Regions from separate parts of the Mus musculus genome. Here all the other regions are linked to region 2. A link is a contact called in public Micro-C and promoter capture Hi-C data. All regions are on one chromosome and are shown on one strand. The core of a region is the stretch at or near the end of the contact, and the rest is flanking DNA. Distances in the headings are between cores, read along the strand shown.

Region 1 (2,700 bases), core at 66-2,565, 720 kb after region 2:
GAGAGAGAGAGAGAGAGAGAGAGAGAGAGAGAGAGAGAGGAGGCAGAGGGGGAGGAGAGGTGGAGGTGGAGGGGAAGAGGGAGGGAGCATGCATGGCCCTGTTTTGCTGGCATGTATGGCCATGCACCGTGTATGCAGTGGTGTCTGAGGAGGCCAGAAAGAGCACTGGATCCCTTAGCACTGAATTTATAGTTAGTTGTGAGACACCATGTAGGTGCTAGGAATTGGGTTCACCCTCGTCTTCTGGAAAAGCAGCTAGTGTTTTAACTGTTAAGCCATCTCTCCAGTCTTTAGACTTACTATTTCAGCTAAGAAACTCCCATGGCCTTGGTTGCTAATGTTGTAATAGTTGGGGTTAGTAGCTCTAGGATAATACCTCCTCATGGTTCAGCAAACAGAATCGTTCACTCCTGCAAGGTCAAAGGCAAGTCAATGAGGATTTGCTCTGTTCAGTTAGGGAATCAGGCTCTCTTCATGGAAACAGGTGGCTTCAGGTCACAACAGCAGTGAGGAGAATGGAGACTAGCCCTGGTTCTTAGATGTTGGTTCTTACTTCCATACGCATTTCCTAGGCTGGGAATAGTTATACAGTTCCATTTTACCAAAGGGAAAAGAATAGCAAATTTTTGTTTCTCGGACCACACTCCCACAAACATGGGTGTAGCACAAGGGCATTCTGGGTCATTAGAAGACAAGACTCTAACACATAATCTCATTACTTGAGTCACACTGAAGTATGAAAGGCAGGCAGAACATACTAGTGGCTTATGAATTCACCTCCCTTATAGCAATCAATTAAAATACAAAGGCAGACCTCATGAACGTAATGATCCAAAAATACTGACCACCTGCTTTGGCTATAAAGTTTCCCAGATTGGAAGTTGAAATTGGATTTTTTTTTTCCTTTCCAGGGCATTTTGTAGGCGTCTATTGGCTCAGTGTCAGAATAGCTGGACCTCCAATAAAATGAATACAAATATTTGTGAGGTTCATTGCCTGCCGCTTGGCAGCAGGTCAGAGCTGGCCCCTAGAGAACACGTGCTCTGCAGGCACGTGGCAAGTCTGACTTGCATGGTTCAGTGAGCCAATGGGGACTGTCACTCTGGAAAAATCCACAAAGTTTAGCCCCCATTAAATCATATTGACAGCTTCTTGTTTCCCTGTTTGTCGTATTTAAGACACAGCATTTCTTGATTCCTATGGTGGTTAATCTTGTCAACTTGACAGGAGGTGAAATTACTTTGGTACCCTAAAAAGAGGTGGCACTATTCCACGGGCTGAGCTCTGAAACTGAACAGAGAGAGAGCAAACATTCATCGATGTGTGTATGTGGACTGCACATACAGTGTGACAAGCCATTTCCCCAGTTCTTGCTGCCCTCACCATGGACACACACACACAAACACACACACACACACACACACATACACACACACACACACACACACGTGCTGTAGCCTTCTTTGTAAGAATGTCTCAAGTTCTAATGTGAAAATACCCAGGGACGGTAGGAAAGTGCTGATTCTTATCTCAAGGGCTGGCCTAGGTCCTACAAGCCTGTTTCCCCAGTTCAGCTGCTGAAGTCTTTAAGAACTGCCCCAGAGCTACTGTTTCTGTCTTGCCCCTTTAGCCTTGAGCACTTTCTTTGCAGCTGGGCTTTCTAAAAACCAGAGATGTGAAGATACAAAAGCCTGGCCCGCCAGCATCAGTGAGACAAAATCGTAGCATAGTGAGTTTCTGCCTCCTAATTCCCTAGTAGAGAGGTTTATGCCTGAGGGAGGCTTTGTCTGGAATCTCGTTTTTTTCCTCTACCTTCCCCTCTCATAAAGATTTCTCCAGAGACAGCTGCTTTGTCTTTCCCAGGAAACCTTGCCTTGGGATTCTGGAAGACCTGTGCAACAAACACATTCTCAGGCCACATTTTGGGAAACAGATCTAAGAGTGATGCAGAAGAGCTTAAGCAAGATGGTGCTGGACTTTGGGTCAAATAGACCAGGCTTCAAACAATGTGATGCCCAGTTCAAGCTAGGCTCAGATAAATGCTCTTTAGCAATATTAACTCATTATACATTCATGATAACTTTGAAAGAAGAAAGCTCTGTTTTGCAAAAAGAACTGAGAGATCAAACGAAGCATTCAAAGCAATCCAGTTTAAAAGTAGCAAAGCTGGGGACCGAGTCTCCTTATTCTGGGTCCACAGTAGTGAGTTCAATTGGTAAATGGCTAGTTTCTGCTTTTGTAACAGCAGGCTGTCATTTTCCTGACCTTCAATTCCTGATGTATAAAACAGGGAATGTAAATAGCTACCTTCAGAATTACTCAAGGATTAAATGAGGTAGTTATATTAAGTGCCCAGTAAGGAGCTGAGCAAATGCTGGGTGTATTGCTCAGCACATTCAACTCATTTCTTTGGTACTCGGTAGCATGTGAACCTCACCTCTGCCACTGAGAAGTCAGATTTCAAAGACAACTGGTCGACCAGTTCTTTGGTTCCCAGCCTCAGTTCAAGCCTGTTCACTTCTAGAGAGATGGAACGCTTTGACCATTCTTGTAACCCTATTAGATGAGGTTTCTGACCCTTTACTAGAGGAGGTTAATTGAGTCCAAGTTAAGTCCAGGCATGCTAACATTTCTCTCTTCAAAAGATGATGGGTGGTACCTGAAATAGGAGGGGGAAAAATTCCTGAAGGACAGCATGCA
Region 2 (2,700 bases), core at 122-2,621:
CCACCTGGAGGGGTTGCAGGATGAAGGCAAATTCTGTGATGGAAGAATTCCAATCAACCATAAATAGACCCTCTCCTTCCACGACCCACTCTCCAGTTCAGGGAAACAGGCAGTGGCAAGCCACCAGCTCCGTGAGCTCATCCATCCCGTAAGGGGCTGGGGGAAGCGTCCACCTTAGCCTCCCTCAGTTCCCCATCTGCCTTAAGGTGAAGGCGAGGCTGCGCAGCACTAGGTGGCTACGACCTAGAAGTTGGCAAACCAGACCTGGGAAGCATCTCCCCGCTTCCCGGCGCAACCCCGGCCCCAGCCCGCCACGCAGGTGGGCGCACAGCCCACAACCTCACAACTTTGAGTGCATCTGGTCCGGGCCTCAACTTTGGCTCACAGCACTCGGAGCAAACGGCGCCCCCTCAGGCCTCCCCTCTTTTTCGGGGTGCGCCCCCCAAAGGCACGCCCCGTCTTACCTTGTCTGACGGCTTTGAAGGTGACGGCCTCCTTGCAGCTGTCGATGACTCCCAGCACGTCATAGCGGGGCAAGCCGGACACCCGGACCCCCTGCACCTCCAGCAGCAGCTCACCTTCGGCCAGCTTCGGCCCCTCGCCACCGCCGGGAAGCCCCGCCGCCTCGGCCGCCGCCACCGCCCCCACGTACGGAAACTCCCCATGCTCCGCGCCCCCCAGGACCGTCACCCCCAGCTCGCCCTGGGGTCCCCGCTTCACGGTGCACTCGTGAACGCGGCCAGTCCAGTGGTTCTTCTTCTGGATCACTTTCGACATGATGAGTTACAGCCCCTCCTCGAAAACAAAATTCAAATTAAAGAAAAAAAGAAAAAGAAAAGAAAACTGCTAAAACGAGAGACAGGTGCCCCCACAGCACGAGCCCCCGGAGCGGCGGGCTCACGGGAGAAGCATCTCTCGGAGCGCGGGAGCGAGCTACTCGAGCCTCCTCGCCCGACTCTCTCGCGCTCTCAAGCCATCATAAAACAAACTTTCCGGGCTCCGTGAAGAGCCCTGCACGGGCGCCCGCGAGCTTTGTTTGCATTCCGGTGCCTCCGGGTCCGCGTTCCGGCGCCGACCGCGCTCCCGGGACCAGAGTCCACTCCGGCGCCGCCCGGGCCCGCTCTCCGCTCCGCGGCTCTCTCCACACACGCCGCGCCTGCTCCGCGCCGGCCGGCCGCTCCTCAGCGCGAGGGAAGCCCTTTCCAAGCTAGTTGCCGGGAGCCCTGGAGACGCGACGGCGCGGGGCGGGGGTGAGGGGACGCGAGGGAAGTGGCCGCGGCCCCTTTAAGCAGATACAAAGGCTCGGCTTGTTTTGTTACAGTTCATTCTACTCCGCGCGGCGGAGCGCAGCGGCCGGCTGGAGAGGAGACGCGCGCGCATGCGCCCGGCGGCCGCCCGCGGGCAGGCCCGCCCCACCCCTCCTCCTGGAAGGGAGAGATTCCAACGCGCCTCCCGCGGGGTCCTAGGGCCGACCCTTCATTGACGCCAACTTGCTCCTCTCCCTGCACCCCTAGAATTCCTCCTCTTGCAGTGTGGTCGGCTCAGCCAGAGCCTTTTGGGGGAACACGTGTGCTTGCCCGACTCCAGCTCTCGAACTTTTGGAACACAGAGAATTTGGCTTTGGTGTTTGCAAATCGTTTCAAACAGGTGGGGGCTGGGAGACCAATTCAGCGCGGGGCTCACACTCTTGCTGCCTACCCGGGTCCCTCCTCGTCCTCCGCTAGTGCCTGGCCACGCCATCGCTCACGCGCCTTCCGCCACATTTCCGCGCCTGCTCCCCGCCCAGGGGTTCAAGTCCACATGCGGAGCCTGGCTCTTGTCTCTGTGACCCTGAGGACCCGAATCAACAAGACCCACACACCCTCTGCATCCCTGTCCGCGCCCACCAAACGCACCTACACATACGCTCCCATCGTTAAACTTTGGGGCCAACTTTTTAGGACAAGGAAAAAACTGCCAGCGAGCGAGAAAAGCCAAAGCTAGCGTGGCCTTTTTACCTAAGACTTCTCGCTGGCCTCTCATTGTCCTTCCAGCAAAGGGGGCGGCGGTGGCCAGCCCCCTTTGGCTTCTAGGAGAGCCGAGAAACCTAAGCACTGCTTTGGGGAGTAAAGATCACCGCAGGGTGCGGGTCCTGCACAAGCGTGGGCGAGCCGGCCACCTCGGAATTCGCCGCCCAGAGGCGGGGTCCAGTAATCGGGGCACTGGTGAGGCCGGGACAGAAAGAACAGCCCCCACCGCCAAGAAGCCAGTGCAGTGGTGGCCCTAGCGGTTTTGTTTATTTTTCAGTGGTTTCCAATGAGTTCCTCTTTGGTCACGGACTTGAGAATCTACTAGATAAAAGGAGCTGAGTTGGAGCCACTCAGAGAGATGAGGATGTCACTGAGGTGGGTCGAGAGGATAGGTCTGAAGTTCAGATTCCGCAGGCATCTTAAGTACAACATTAAGTGAAGACCTTCCACTTGCCAAGGCTGGAGGAATACAATCACTCCCACCCCCACCCCCACCCCCTCCTCCACCCCCACCCCCACCCCACCCCACCTCACACACAGAGTTGTTAGAAATAATACATAGGCACTGGAAACTTGCAAAGTAAATAATTTATGGTGGCATATAAAATTTCACAGTCTGATAACTGGGGGGGGGGGGGGTGTCAGAGTCCTTAGTGGTTGGGGTTGTAATCCCCTCTCTAGAACATAAGCA
Region 3 (2,700 bases), core at 53-2,552, 530 kb before region 2:
TACTTGGTGTGATGAGGTCCTCAGTACAATTTCTAGCACCATACACATTTAAAATATATAGTATATAAATTAATTATGTTAAATATTTAATATATAAATTAATTAAATATATAATAATATATAGCATATAATATGTATTATATATAACGTGGGAACAAAAGTGTTATAGTTCATATTCACATAATTGATATTATACTTAGATGGTATAAAGCCTACCACTGAAAGATTTAATGAAAAATTAGGAAAACCTTAAATATTAATAAATGGATAGCTACATATTAGTAGAAACACTCATTACGTAGCACATCTTTTAGCCATTAAAACTATGAGTCAACTCAAACCTTCAAGCAGGTTTAAGAAATAAAAAGTGAAAAAAAGTTGCTCAAATGAAATATATTTACTCACAAAATTATTCTTGGTTTTGGTATTTGTGATTTTTATTTACCAGAAAAATTCTACACAGTGAGCCCCTAAGAATGGGATGGGGCAAGCACTGGAAGATTTAATGTTCCCCCCTCTTCCTGGGTTATTTTGATTTCTCTAAAGAATATGAATTTGTTTGGGGCAGTGGTGGCACACGCCTTTAATCCCAGTACTTGGGAGGCAGAGGCAGGCGGATTTCTGAGTTTGAGGCCAGCCTGGTGTACAGAGTGAGATCTAGGACAGCCAGGGCTACACAGAGAACCCTGTCTTGAAAAACCAAAATAAAATAAAAAAAAAATAAAAGAATATGATTTGTGACTTCCCAGAAGCATGCAGATCCTTCTGTACGGCGTTTCTAACGTGAAAAAGGAGCCTAGTGCCCAGAAACTCTGCTTAAATGTTACACAGGGATCACCATGCAAATGCTGCAGGGGCCCAAATTCCCTCAGCTCCGCAAGTTAAATTCCATCCAAAGCAAGGCAGAGGTCTGAGCGCTATGCAGGGGCGCCCCCTTCTGCAGTGTGCTGGGGTGTGCTGTTGGAGGGAGGGGTGACTAGAGGAGAAAAGAATCTATCATCAAGGCCAGCTCTGACCACACGGGGGTGACAGTGCCTAGGCTTTACCCCACACTCCCAGCTCAGGGAAATGCCTCCAGCAAAGAAGCCAACCTTCTGGCTGCGGTGGCTGAGGCTGCTGCTGTTGCTGCTGCTGTTCAAGCTGTTTCTTCCGTTTGGCTTCTAGGACTGGGTTTTCATATTGCGTCTTCCTGTTGATGTGGCTGGGAAGAAAGGAAAGCAGTTCTCAGGGAGGAAATACTCATTCTAGCAAGAAAAGGCCGGGCAAATCGATTAGTTGAGGCACAGCAGAGGGTCTGGAGTGGATATGCAGATAGACATAAACACAGCTCCCATTATGGCTGTGTATGTGCAGTGAGACCTAGGGTGTGGTTGGAATGCATCTTACTAGAAATCCCTAGCAAATGTCCTGAGGCAAATAGCTTTACTCACCAGCGGAAAGCCCTTGTTTACAGGGAACCTGTTCCCAGAGCCCCAGTGAATGCTGGAGCCCAGGATAGCGTCCAATCCAATATGAATATGGTTTTCCCTCTGCATCTGTACACACCTATGACCCAGTTTAACTTATAAAACAAGCACAGCAACAGATCAACAGCAACAATTCACTGTAGCCCTCAGTAGTTTCCACATATGATTTATTTCCTTAGCCACTTAAAGGAACTTCTGCCTGCCTCTTCAGCACGTTCCAATTGCCCACGCTGTGACCTTTGTGCTCTGGGCCTATCAGGAAGTTAAATAAGGGACATTTGAACACAGTGTATGACAGTGTATGACACTGTGACAGCTGACCTTGTAACTGAGCTGGCCACCAAGTGACTGATTGACAGGCAGTGCATAAAGCTTAGCTGCACTGGATGAGGGGTGCTTTGTGGCCTAATCTCCATGGAGCAGCAAGGAAAGAGACCTTACCGTGCCCTGAATGACACCCAACTTGAAACTTAAATTTTATTTATTTTTTTCTAAAGTTTTCTATGCCATTTTTTTTTTCAAGCAACAATTCACCTTGAGTATGTGAAGCATGTAAGTGTGGACACAATAGTATTTCATGTGGGGATGAGAAGTACGCCTCTGTGTAGTTCTCTTTGTGTGGCATTATTAACTAGTATGCTCACTCAGCTATGCTTGCTTTTGAATTCAAGGGCTTGAGCCAGTGACTCTACCCCTATTTCAAAGCTAGCATCTGAGAGGGGGGGGGTACATTAAATTCACCAAGAAGTACACTCTGAATTACTAAGAATTAAGAGTCAACTGGAGCTGGGATGTTGTCTGTGGTCTACAATAGCAAAACTCTTGAATGGCTTTACATAGCAAGGTATGGAGAAGCCTAAGGGTGAAGTCAAAAGGACTCCACTAACATCTGTCAATTATGGCAACCCAATGAATGACCAAGAGGAAAGACCAAATTCACAGCCTATAGGCAATGATAGTTCTAAGGTAGTTAAACTATGTGAATGCAATGTATTTAAAGTGACAAAGATCCAGACATTTTAGATGACTCTGTCACTAGTAAGGCCGGGCAAGCACACGCACTTACCCCCACAACGCACACACATCAACATACACCCATCATCCACATGAGTGTTTCTGTGTGATGGCCTTATTTATTTTGTATTTATACTAAGTATAAATACATGTATATATAGATGGTTTCACATATACATATGTGTGTATGTACACGTGTATGTACTCCTTTAGCCAAAAC

The links. Promoter capture Hi-C pulls out the DNA fragments that hold promoters and counts their contacts. Hi-C and Micro-C count contacts between places; a contact is called where the count stands out from the background.
Region 1: a promoter capture Hi-C map of liver shows a contact between it and region 2, with 3 times the contacts expected there. The contact joins the enhancer-like site here to the promoter of Magi1 in region 2. A contact is called at or near these places in 5 of 39 promoter capture datasets (the 3T3-L1 cell line, hippocampal neurons, liver and 1 more), 4 of 484 Hi-C or Micro-C datasets (all in embryonic stem cells) and 1 of 9 other capture datasets (liver).
Region 3: a Micro-C map of embryonic stem cells shows a contact between it and region 2, with 2.7 times the contacts expected there. The contact joins the enhancer-like site here to the promoter of Magi1 in region 2. A contact is called at or near these places in 5 of 39 promoter capture datasets (the 3T3-L1 cell line, 3T3-L1-derived adipocytes, cranial neural crest and 1 more), 9 of 484 Hi-C or Micro-C datasets (the N1E-115 cell line, embryonic fibroblasts, embryonic stem cells and 5 more) and 2 of 115 datasets of contacts at active chromatin or transcription factors (astrocytes and embryonic forebrain).

What each region holds. Positions count from the first base shown.
Region 1 is chr6:94,998,221-95,000,920 of GRCm38.p6, forward strand. No RefSeq gene overlaps it. Among named protein-coding and RNA genes, the nearest start is that of 4930511E03Rik, 56 kb to the left of the region's middle. Within about 2 kb of position 1,316, at least 14 of the 459 cell types and tissues checked have an H3K27ac peak or open chromatin away from gene starts, as enhancers often do. A contact at or near this core is called in liver, where this site is marked.
Region 2 is chr6:94,282,546-94,285,245 of GRCm38.p6, forward strand. Magi1 (membrane associated guanylate kinase, WW and PDZ domain containing 1) reads right to left here and starts at 1,372. Exons shown (of 24, transcript NM_001029850.4): 1 at 465-1,372. The coding sequence starts at 777. It overlaps Gm31661 (a long non-coding RNA gene), which reads left to right and starts at 1,376. Exons shown (of 5, transcript XR_377886.4): 1 at 1,376-2,384.
Region 3 is chr6:93,756,564-93,759,263 of GRCm38.p6, forward strand. Magi1 (membrane associated guanylate kinase, WW and PDZ domain containing 1) reads right to left here. Exons shown (of 24, transcript NM_001029850.4): 9 at 1,092-1,201. Among named protein-coding and RNA genes, the nearest start is that of Gm23035, 36 kb to the right of the region's middle. Within about 2 kb of position 1,303, at least 78 of the 459 cell types and tissues checked have an H3K27ac peak or open chromatin away from gene starts, as enhancers often do. A contact at or near this core is called in 3T3-L1-derived adipocytes, embryonic stem cells and trophoblast stem cells, where this site is marked.